Regions from separate parts of the Mus musculus genome. Here region 2 is linked to region 1. A link is a contact called in public Micro-C data. All regions are on one chromosome and are shown on one strand. Each heading gives the region's core, a stretch centred on a gene start, on an enhancer-like site or on the middle of the called end of the contact. The rest is flanking DNA. Distances are from core to core; before and after follow the strand shown. Region 1 has its middle 15 kb from the start of Mir450b. Region 2 holds the start of Plac1 (placental specific protein 1).

Region 1 (5,600 bases), core at 2,246-4,745:
AAAAACCAAAAAAAAAAAAAAAAAAAAAAAAAAAAATGGTGTGTGCCACCACACTTGGCTCTCTTCTCTTTCTAAAGGATTTTTAAAAAATGATTTGTAATTATGTGTATGTGTGTCTATCTTTATGTGGTGTGTAACCGTGAGTGAGTGTAGGAGCCTCCAGAGGCCAGAGCCACTGATTTCCCTGAAGCTTACAGTTAGAGGTGCTTGTGAACCACCTGATGCAGGTGCTGGGAACTCAACTTGGATTTTTCAGAAGAGCAGAAAGTGCTCTTAACCTTTCAGTCATCTGTCAGCCCTGTAGTTTTCTCTACTCTCACATATCCAAGACTCCAAACTAGCAAATGACGTCAAGTGCTTTCAGACTGGGACTTCCCACGTCAATCAAAACAATCAAGACAAGCAGCCATCAGAGCAATCATTCATCAACACTTGCTTGCTGAGTGATTCTAGGTTGTATCAAGTTAACTAAGCATCAGCAGAAGCTGTCTAACAAGATTTTTCCCCCTCTTTGTTCCTGATGAAAAGTAAGATATATAAAATCCATTAAAAAGCAACAACAACAAAAAAAGAATACTGTGTGCTAGGAAACCCAAATCATGTGGAGTAGAGGTGAAGGAGCAATAAAGAGCCAAACCCCACATGTTTTCAGCAGGGCAGCTGTTCCACAGTGGCTGGTGGATAGTAGTAGCTGGGTCAAAAGTGCTCTGTCCCCATGATAACTTGCTTTACTATTTAGACTCTTTGTCTATTTTTTTCTGGGGGGGGAATTCCTTTGAATGAGTATTTTCAATTTTTCGTGTATTAAAAATCTTCTCTATAAAACATTTCATCTTTCTCTCTGCTTCTTCTCATTTTCCAATTATTATTTATTTTTGTTTTTTTTAGTTTTACTTCTACTTGTAGACATCTTTCTCTTGGATGATCCAATTTTTAAGATTTATTTATTTATTGTACGTGTAGGAGTACCATGTCTACATGTGTGCCTGGCGCCCAGGGAGGCCAAAAAGAGGGAGTCAGATTCCCTAGAAGTGGAGTTACAGACAGACGTGAGCAACCACTGGGTGCTTGGAACTGAAGCTGAGTCCCCTGCAAGAGCAGCCAGTGCTCTTGACCACTGATCCATCTCTCCGGCCCTAATTCCGTGTTTTCTATTATTCAGAAGTGGGTTTTGTTGTGCAGTCACCTCTTTTGGAGCTGTGCCTTTGTTTCTGCCATGGATATCATGCTTAGAACGGTCTCCCCTAAGACTGGGAACATAGCTAAATTGGTAAAGAGCTGGCCTAGCGTGCTTGAAGTCCTGGGTTTGATCCTCAGCATGACATAAAGCGAGTATAGTAGTACACCCCCAGCACTTGGAAGGTAGTCAAGAGGACCAGAAATTCAGGGCCATCTTTGACTATGTAAGACATGAGATCCTATCTGAAAATACAACAAAATGTCTTACCTAATCCAAAATGACAAAAATTGTCCACCAGAACTGTCTTTTAGAACTGTCATGAGTTGGTCTTACTTTGTCATTTTGAAATTTTCAGGACACCCAGTTTTCTAGTGGGTACTAGGTAGTCATTTATTGTACACATCTATCAGGTCCTGTGCCAATGGAAAGTAGAGGCCCTGGGGAGAGAATTGCTAGTTGGAGCCTTGTTCTTACAAGTGGGCTGCATAGAGACATGGAGGCTGGCTGCTTCTCTAGGGCACACAGCTGGAGGAGGCTCAGTTCCCTCATGTTACAGTCTACACAGGCCTTTTGTCAGAATTCAGGTTGGTATGCATGAAATCTTTGGAAGAGTAGGCAGTCAAAACTAGAGAGGAGTTATAAAATAATTACTACATAGTCTTCAGAAACACTATTTTGTTTGCTTGTTTGTTTGTTTGTTTGTTTATCTGTGGATTGGGTGCTAAGTAGTGTGGAGGTAAGAGGACAAATTGCAGGAGTTGATCCCTTCCTTTCTTCCTTCCTTCCTTCCAGGGATCCAACACTGGTGGGCTGGCTTAGTGGTAAGACGAGCCATGTTTCTAGCCCCACAAATATTTCTTTTTTTTCTCTTTCTTCTTTTATTTTTTTCTTCCTTCCTTCCTTCTTCCCTTCCTTTCTTCTTTCTTTCTTTCATTCATTGTTTCTTTCTTCTTTTCTTTTTGTTATTCAAGACAGGATTTCTCTGTGTAGCTTCGGTCATCTTGGAACTCGCTCTGTTGACCAGACTGGCCTTGAACTAACAGAGATGTGCCTGCCTCTGCCTCCAGAGTGCTGGGATTAAAGGAGTGCACCACCATCACCAAACATAAATATAATTTTAGATGGCTGCATTTTATTTACAAACTTAATTTTCTTTTTAAGTATGCTACTGTCTTAGTCAGGGGTTCTATTCCCACACAAACATCATGACCAAGAAGCAAGTTGGGGAGGAAAGGGTTTATTCAGCTTACACTTCCATACTGCTGTTCATCACCAAAGGAAGTCAGGACTGGAACTCAGGCAGGTCAGGAAGCAGAAGCTGATGCAGAGGCCATGGAGGGATGTTCCTTACTGGCTTGCCTCCCCTGGCTTGCTCAGCCTGTTCTCTTATAGACCCCAAGACTACCAGCCCAGAGATGGTCTCACCCACAAGGGGCCTTTACCCCTTGATCACTAATTGAGAAAATGCCTTACAGTTGGATCTCATGGAGGCATTTCCTCAACTGAAGCTCCTTTCTCTGTGATAACTCCAGATGTGTCAAGTTGACACAAAACTAGCCAGTACAACTACTAAACCTTTTTTTGTTTGTTTTCCAAAACAGTGTATCACACACTGTGCTTCTTCTAGATTAAATTGAGTTCTTCTTTCCCTCTCTTTGTACCCAAGAACTATGAACAGAGAGGAAGGTGAAAACGTAGAGGGGCGGTGCTGTCTGGAGCAGGAAGGATGTGGGGAACAGAGCAAGACCCGTGAGGAGGCAGTAAGAAAAGGTATAGTTTACACTCAGGAGGCAGGGGCAGGCGGATCCCTCTGAGTTTGAGGCCAGCCTGGTCTACGGAGTGAGTTCTAGGACAGTCAGGGCTACACAGAGAAACCCTGTATTGAAAACCAAAAACCAAAAACTAAAAACCAAATCAAACCAAACATAAACAACCAACTAAGCAAAGATTCTTAGTACTACATAAAGCACAGAAAGACTTGATGGTTGTAACTTATCTCTAGTTTGTATTTTTCTAATTTTAAAAGATCTTTTATTTACCCAGACTCCCTGTATAAAGAGGCATAACTTGTTTTTTTTTTTTTTGTTTGTTTTTTTTGTTTTTTTGGAAACAGGCTCTCTATACAGCCCAAGGTAGACTCAAACTCAACATGCCCAGCTCAAAAATCGAACTACTTAAAATCAGGGGAAAATGGTATGCGGAACAAAAAAAAAAAAAAGCTGTTTTCGAGTCTGAGCAGATGGACAGCCAGGGGCAACTGGCTTTAGGAAAGAAGCCACGCGGCAGAAGCAGGTGACAGGAATACACACGTCACAATTCCCAGAGGTCTGACTCATCAGTGCTCTGGTTTTCTGAAAGCAGGTAAAATGGTTAAGAGCTCACGTAGTATTCAATTGTGAAACTATTATATCGAAGACAACGGTGTTCTATCTATTTACTGGGTGGGAGAAATTCCCAATTAATAGTGAGTGTTCGGAGGTCAGAGGACAACTTACAGGTGTTGGTTTTCACCTTACAAAATGTGGGGACTGAGATCTGCAACCCTGTAGGTGCAACAACATTATGAACTAACCAGTACCCCGCAGCTCTTGACTCTAGCTGCATATGTATCAAAAGATGGCCTAGTCAGCCATCACTGGAAAGAGAGGCCCATTGGACACGCAAATTTTATATGCCCCAGTACAGGGGAATGCCAGGGCCAAAAAGTGGGAATGGGTGGGTAGGGAAGTCGGGGGGAGGGAATGGGGGACTTTTGGGATAGCATTCTAAATGTAATTGAGGAAAATACGTAATAATAAAAAACATTTTTAAAAAAAGAAATTAAAAAAAATGTGGGGACTGGTGGGTGACTAAAGCCAGGGCCTTGTGCACCATCAGCCTGCACTCTACCAACTGAGCTCCACACAAGCCTGGCTTCTCTCTGTGAGTTCTGGGGACTGACTGTAAGGAAGCAGGTTTCCCAAGTACTCCGTAGCACTTTTGAGGTAAGAGGATCAGTATTTCAAGGCCACACTCAAGTCTGTAAAGCTTTTGAGACAATCCTAGGCTACACTAGCCCCTAAAAAAACCAGAATGCCAAAAAAAAAAACCCAAAAGACCACCTAAAACTTTCTCCGTGATCTCTATTTTTTTCTCTCAACAAGCACAAAACTTTACTTTTTCAACACTAGAGACCACAGCAGGTATTCCTAGATGTTTCCCACGTCCGAGTCTCCGAGTCTTCCAGCCTTATCAAAACCTGGAAAGGTTTAATGTATTCTGAGGGAGATGACTCAGAAGAGGGCTTTAAAAATCCATATGAGAATTACGAGGAAAAATTTGTTAGAACCTGAAGATTCCTTTTTATGTTATGTATTCATTCATTGTTTGGTTGTAGTGGTGTGTGTGTGTGTGTTCCAGTGTGATCACGCCACAGCACCCACGTGGAGGTCAGAGGACAACTCTTGAGAATCAGTTCTTTCCTTCCGCCACGTCAGGCCCAGGGACTGACTTCAGGTCCTCAGGCTTGGTAGCAAGAGCCTCTCATTAGACCAACAAGAAGACTCTCAGGAGAAGGAAGGAGGATAAATATAGAGCACTGGGGGAGAAAAAGCTCTAAGTTTATTATAGACATGTATGGAGCTGTCCCACAATAAAAATTAAAAGTTAATTTTAAGGCTTGTCATGGTGGCACAGACCTTTAATCCCAGAACTCAGGAGGCAGAGGAAGATGGATCTCTAGGTGTTTGAGGCCAGCCTGGTCTACATAGCCAATTAGTTACAAGCTACAAGTTCCAGGCTAGCCAAGACTACAGAGTAAGACTGTGTCTCAAGATAGATAGATAGATGATAGATAGATAGATAGATAGATAGATAGATAGATAGATAGATAGATAGTAGATATGGCACATATTTTAAAAATATAAGCTTGAACATCCACTCTGGCAAATGAGACATGAGGAGAGTATCAAGTTCTTTGAAAACAGTTGACACACAACCAAGTTCCTTTGACTAGACCTTTCTGTATGGCTCTGACTTGTTTGGGTTTGTCCTAATAGGAATTAAAATTACAGAATGGTAAATGAGGGCATAATAGGATATAAACTCCAGCCAAGCAAACTGCTACAAATAACACAGTGATATTCAAATTGGGGGAGAAGAAAATAACTAAGTGGTTATGGAAAACATGAAGTTTTGATTGGGTACCAAAAGATTTAGGAATAAAAGATCTATACATGCATAACTGTCTAGTCAGCTTGTTACCAGTATGTGTAATTTCATGATACTAAGGTAAAGTAAATGAGGGAATAGAGTATATACCAAGAATCATAGCTCTCACTGTTGAAGAAACAAATTGAAAATAAGGAAAGAGGAGCTGCCAAGATTCTCAGTGGGTAAAGAGCTAGCTGTGTAACCCTGACAACCTGAGTTTAATCATCAA
Region 2 (5,600 bases), core at 1,666-4,165, 82 kb before region 1:
CCATGTATGTTTCTGCCTCTCTCTTATGTATGACCTCAGGAACAGCCTACTGGAAAGTGCGGCTCTTATACAGGGAAGTCTTTCTCCCAGATTCCCTTGTAAGTAAGGTTAACTTGTGAGGGAATTACCAAGTATCCAACCCTATCATTTCCCTCCCTTTCCCCATCTTTCAAGGGCCCTCTCAACCCACAGTCTCTGATACAGTAGCTGTAGCGATGACTCCATGTAGAGAACAAACAATTGGAGCAACTGGAGGCCAGGGCACCCTTCCCCCAGAAAAGGACCCCTTAAAGCCATCTCACAGCTGAAATGATTGTCTTCTGGCCTTTACTTCATGAGTGTCTAAGAATTGAAAGACTGCCACAGGCAGAGTAGAAATTAACTTCTTCCTCTCCTTGCTTTGAGCTAGCTGTAAATTTTCGTTTCCTGCTTTCTTTGGAATACAGAGAAACGATGGAGGCAGATTATTGGCCGGGGTATCCGGTATCTGGTAACTGGACCACTGTCTCAGCTTCAGTTCCCTCATCCATCCTGAGAAGCGCTACACAAGTTATCAATTCTCCCTAAACTCTGACGTTTGACTAATCTAATAGACTTACCATCAAAGAGGGATGTAGCTAAGTTTTCAATAGTTTCTTAGCTCCAGGGAAAGCTATTTTATATAATGTCCTTTTTCTGTGTTTCCCTTTTAATAGGAAAACACGACTCATTCCTGGACCATAAAGTGAACACATTGCAGATCAGCAGGGGGAAGGCTTTTTTTTTTTTCTTCTCTGTGGAAGGGGTCTAGAATACCATAGAAATAAAGGTAGGCACCAGATCTGGACAAGAGAGGCAGGTGGGGCAGAGAACCTCGTCAGTACCATCTTCACTCAAACCAGACCTGCTCAGAGGCAGAGTTAGGTGACAGCACACATCCAGGAGTCAGCTGCTCTAGACCGTGACTCCAGCTCCTCCGTTTACTACCTGTTTCACCTAGAGGAAGTTCATCTACCACCCTATACCCCTCAGTTTCCAAGTCTGTAAAATAGGAAGTAGTCATAGCACAGTAGAGTAGTGGGGTTAAATATCAGAGGAGCGAGTGATGAGCTTACAACATTGTGTGATGTGCATCCAGTAATGTTCCAACAGTGTCTTCTTATTTTGACCCTTGGCCTCCTGTGTCCAGAGATGGACAGCAGAATTTGTAAGGTTACATTACACAGCTCTGTGCCCCTTTTAAGAGTCTCAGTGGCCTTGGACAACTCTGTGGTCGCAGACAGCGTGTGTGTGCTTCTGGAATACGCGAGTTTCCTTTTCCCTGTGAGCTGACATTAAGTCTGTGAGTCACTGCCAGTGACCAAAAGAACAGAAAATTCTCTCAGATGAGGGGAGAAAGTGTGGCCATTGAAACCTGAGCCATAAGTAATTGTCTCCCACATTTGCAGAGGATTTAACAGAATGCAGGCTTGAAACTCTTAGTTGCAGAAGTAGTTTCTAGAAAAGAACGTTCCCTGGGGGTTCTCCCTGTCTAGGGAAGTTGGAAAGAAAAAAAGACCATGGTCAGACCCAGGGAAGATGTTTCAACACAGGTGGGAAAAATGCTGAGGGAGATTCCCAAAACCGGTTCTGCAGCGGTTTCCTAGGTAAACTAGGGGAAAGAGTAGCTAGCCATCTGCCCCACACAGATGGCCACCAGAGCAGGAAGAACCTTTAGAAATGATCTTATCCTAGCCTCCGATTTAAAGATGTGAATCTAAAACCTGGAGAGAGGGGACAATTGCCCTATCGTCCTATAGCAAATTATTGACAAAGCCAGGATTTAAAGACTAAGCCAAAGATCATACCGCAGCACCAGAGTGGTCTCTTAAAGGTACACAGACCGCGGTCTCTACTCATTTTGGAATGCTCTGTAGCACAAACATACTAAAAAGTAATTGAGGCCCACCCAGAAGGACTGGAAAGGTATTGAGCAGTGCCCAAATTGCAATTCCTCTAGTTTATCCGTCCGATTTGGGAGCTCCGGCTGTCAAAGCGTTTCAGCCAAAGTACTCCTCACTTAACTAACTGGTCTTTTTAACTTACCATTGGAAAGCAGCTCTGGTTAAAGCCCAGCATGCTGACTCAGCCCATGTAGTAAGGATGACTAAACACAAGAATTTCCTGTGGGGGGATGGAAAATATCTTTCAGATGCATTTGTTTCAGGGGAACCTTTCTGATCAGTCAGGAGCTAGCCCACTGTGGGCCTGTGAGGAAAAGCAGCAGGCTGTCCCTGCGCTGCACCAAGGCAACATTTGCAGATGTTTCCTTTCTTTCTTTCTAAACAATCTCGTGGCTTGACTCGGCACCATTTTGGTCTGGCCAGCATTTGCACAGGGCTCCATCTGCCAACTGGTAGAGACCAAGGCAGAGAGGAGCCGATGTCTCCCCTGACTGAAGGGGCTTTGCACAATCGCCTGCCTGCTCAGAGGCCTTCCCCCCCAGGGGTGAACTGGAGCTGGTCTGCTTTATCTCAAGGCAGTTGCAGTTCTGAGCCCACCTTGAATCATTACGGTGAGCGATCTGCAAACAATGTCAGCTGGCTTCTCTCTCCAGGGTGCACTCTGGGGATTCGCAACCTGGAGTGATGTTATCAATGTTCAGGTCCGAATCCCACACAGACATTGGACAACTTTAGGACAGGCACATTGACCTCCAGTGGGATTGCTCACCAGCTTAAGGCATTAATCCAGTGAGTCCAAAATTTGAATAAATATTTCAAGACTCTTGGCTAAGAGGGAGCCTGCCTTGCTCAATTAGGAGGTTGGAGACACCTGGTGCATTTGGGCGCCACAGGTTCGCTTTGCAGCTTGAGAGTTGGGAAAGGGGGCGGGAAAAAGGAGAGGGCGAGCATACTCCTGGAAGGCATATATAGAACTGGAGAGTTCAGGAATCGAAGATTGAAGGCTAAGGGACCTGCCTCATCTTCTCGCTACCCCTTCCCTCGTGCTCCACACGGAGAGAACAGAACTAACAGAATTCTCAGCCCAAGATTTCTTTTTTTAAGTGAGTAACAACTTCTTGTTTCAATGGGGGTGGGGCGTGTTTTGGGGACAATCAACATAGAGCAATAAAAAAAGTAGCCTGGGGAGAAGGAGAAGAGAGAAAGGAGAGGGGAAGAAAGGAGATGGGGAGAGGGGACTAGTCTGGTTCCTTGCTACACAGCAGTATGTGCTTTGAAGTGTTCTTTACTTTGCTAAGTCTGCCTCTAACTCTACACACAAGAGAAAAGGTTCACAAGCTGCTTGCAGTACCTGGTACTCCCTGTATGGCCTTGATGCATGTGGTTTGGGTTTTTTTTTTTTTTTTTTCCTGAGTAAGCAAGAGGGAGAGGGAGCAAGAGAGTAAATGAATACACGACAGAACAATGAGGATTTGTGTGGCCCCTGGGACTGTGTAAAGCTTAGGTGAAGTCGCGGTTCTTGAGTTCGCATGTGTTCTAAAGCTTACTGGTTGATGCATGATCTGTGGGGTCGCCCCCTTGGGTGAGTCTTCTGTGGCACCTGTCCGGAAGAGGAACTGTAAGTGTCCTTTCCAGCAGGGGGATTGATACGCGATCTCATGGTGCTATCCAGGGTGGCCTAGCACTCCCCGTGGAGCACGTGGTCCTGCCTCAGTTTCCCAGCCTCATGGTCCTGCCTCAGTTTCCTGAGCTCATGGAAATGTGCCCTTCAGAGCTCAGCTTTAAGCAGCTGTCTAATACTGGCAAATGAGGCTTAGAGAGGTGTGGAGCAGTGCGTGGTGGACCAAGGGCCCTGGGTGCAGTGTGCTTTCCACCATACCGCAGTCTTCTTTCTTTCAAGTAAAAATCTGTAAAGAGGAAAGTGCTCTAGAACATTTGCATCCGATCTGTGCTTTGTGACTGTTTATGTGACAACTTAAACACTGGAAGGAGATTAGGAGAAGAAATATCAGGTGGTAAATACCAATTCTAGTAATGATTACAGTAAGAGCTTGTCTACTCACAACACAAGAGGCCAGGGGGAAATGGTCTCAGAATGGCTTGGGTTTGGATTATCTAATATTTGTGTAAAAGAACAATGGGGCCTCTACAGGGCAAGGAACTAACAGTTGCTATTTGGAATAACATGGGCTGGCTAATTTAAGAAGGCTGACTGCAAACATAGGTGAGTGAGCCAATATATACTGAGTCTGCCCCTATCAGGTCCCTGGCCTCTTATGAAGCCAGGGATTGCTTAGTAGGGACACATTTGTGGTCCCTTCTGTACTGCTTTTACACAGGGATTAGAGCATTTGTCCTCAGGTGCTTGCTTGGTCTATTAAAGTCACATAACCCAGTCTCTATCCAACGAAGTCATTACTGTCTACTAAATGGCTGCCCAACCCCTAGTAACAAAAGAAATGTACTTCCGCCCTATGCACAGGTTCTCTTTTTGTCTTCTGGTCAGTCCTTGGAGTGGTCATCTACGTCTTTCACAGAGAACTAGAGGAATAGGAGATGTGAATGTATATGTAGCTCATGCAAGCAGTTAGACATCTAAAACAAAAGCTTGATAAAGCAAAACCTGCGGTTTGTGCCCTAGGTTGCCTTGTTATTTAAAAGTCATTGTTTTCTGATTTATTACATTTTAAGACATAGAAGTGAGTTTATTTAAAGCTAGAGTTCTTAACCTGGGGTCTGTTACTCTTGGAGAGCATACAAGATGCTCAATAAATTTCTCTGAAACTATGTGCAAAATTGGGGGTTTGTGGTTAGCTATTCCTCCTCCAACAGGTCCACAACTTTCCTCAAATTCCCAAAAGGTCCATACTTGAAAAAGTTAATAACCATTGTCTTAAAAGGAGTCGAAGTGGAATTGTGTTTATGAATCAATTGCTATTTATTCAGAAGACAGCCTTGTTTCTCTCTATTGCAAGGGCTGCTTCACTTCCTTCTGCTGTCCCTGTAGGATTAATACCTGGGCAAGAACCCTGTTCTTCCCTTGTCCCTTTTGTACAGTGATAGCCATGCTTCCATTAGTAAAGGAACTGACTCCGAGGTCAGAGAGGGTTAGAACCCAGCTCCTAGGAGTTCGATGATCCAGGCAGACTGGAATGAGGAATTAGATAAAAAAAAAAAAATTGAAGTCCTTGGCTCCCAACGCCAGATGTCCTTTCTAAGGCAGACCCTTATTACTAAGACTGAACTTTAGAAACACGCAGCTGTGTGACCTGGGGCAAGTGACTTAATCTCTTGAAACCTCAATTTCTTCATCTGACAGATAGGGATAATAGCAGGGTTGCTGTGGAGTTAGTAAGTGAGATAATGCTACAGGCGCCAATAGTATCTTTCTGACGTAGGCAAATCACTAAGAAGGCCCAAAGCTTTTTCTCTGAGGGGCTAGCTACATCTGCGTGGGAGTTACTTCCTGGTCTGGGACCATGCTCATGAGCATGAGAACAGAAACCGTTGGACCTTTGTCACATTATCAAACTATGGAGTCTGGCCTGCTCAATTGTCCTCTGTTCCAGTGGGCCTGCGGTTTGACCCCTGAACCCAGAAGTTCTATCATTCGGGGATTTAGGCTGTGTTTATAGAAGACTAGAACAATTGTATTGGTCAAATCAGCTCAAAACCTCT

Evidence for each region. Hi-C and Micro-C count contacts between places; a contact is called where the count stands out from the background.
Region 2: a Micro-C map of trophoblast stem cells shows a contact between it and region 1, with 2.9 times the contacts expected there. The contact joins the promoter of Plac1 here to the enhancer-like site in region 1. A contact is called at or near these places in 4 of 39 promoter capture datasets (the HPC-7 cell line, cranial neural crest, pre-B cells and 1 more), 4 of 484 Hi-C or Micro-C datasets (the C10 cell line, the G1E-ER4 cell line, the N1E-115 cell line and 1 more) and 3 of 9 other capture datasets (adipose tissue, embryonic stem cells and liver).

Annotation. Positions count from the first base shown.
Region 1 is chrX:53,030,721-53,036,320 of GRCm38.p6, reverse strand. No RefSeq gene overlaps it. Among named protein-coding and RNA genes, the nearest start is that of Mir450b, 15 kb to the left of the region's middle. Within about 2 kb of position 3,495, at least 4 of the 459 cell types and tissues checked have an H3K27ac peak or open chromatin away from gene starts, as enhancers often do. A contact at or near this core is called in the HPC-7 cell line and trophoblast stem cells, where this site is marked.
Region 2 is chrX:53,111,720-53,117,319 of GRCm38.p6, reverse strand. Plac1 (placental specific protein 1) reads left to right here and starts at 2,915. Exons shown (of 3, transcript NM_019538.5): 1 at 2,915-3,025. All of the region lies in intron 1 of Gm35988 (a long non-coding RNA gene), which reads right to left.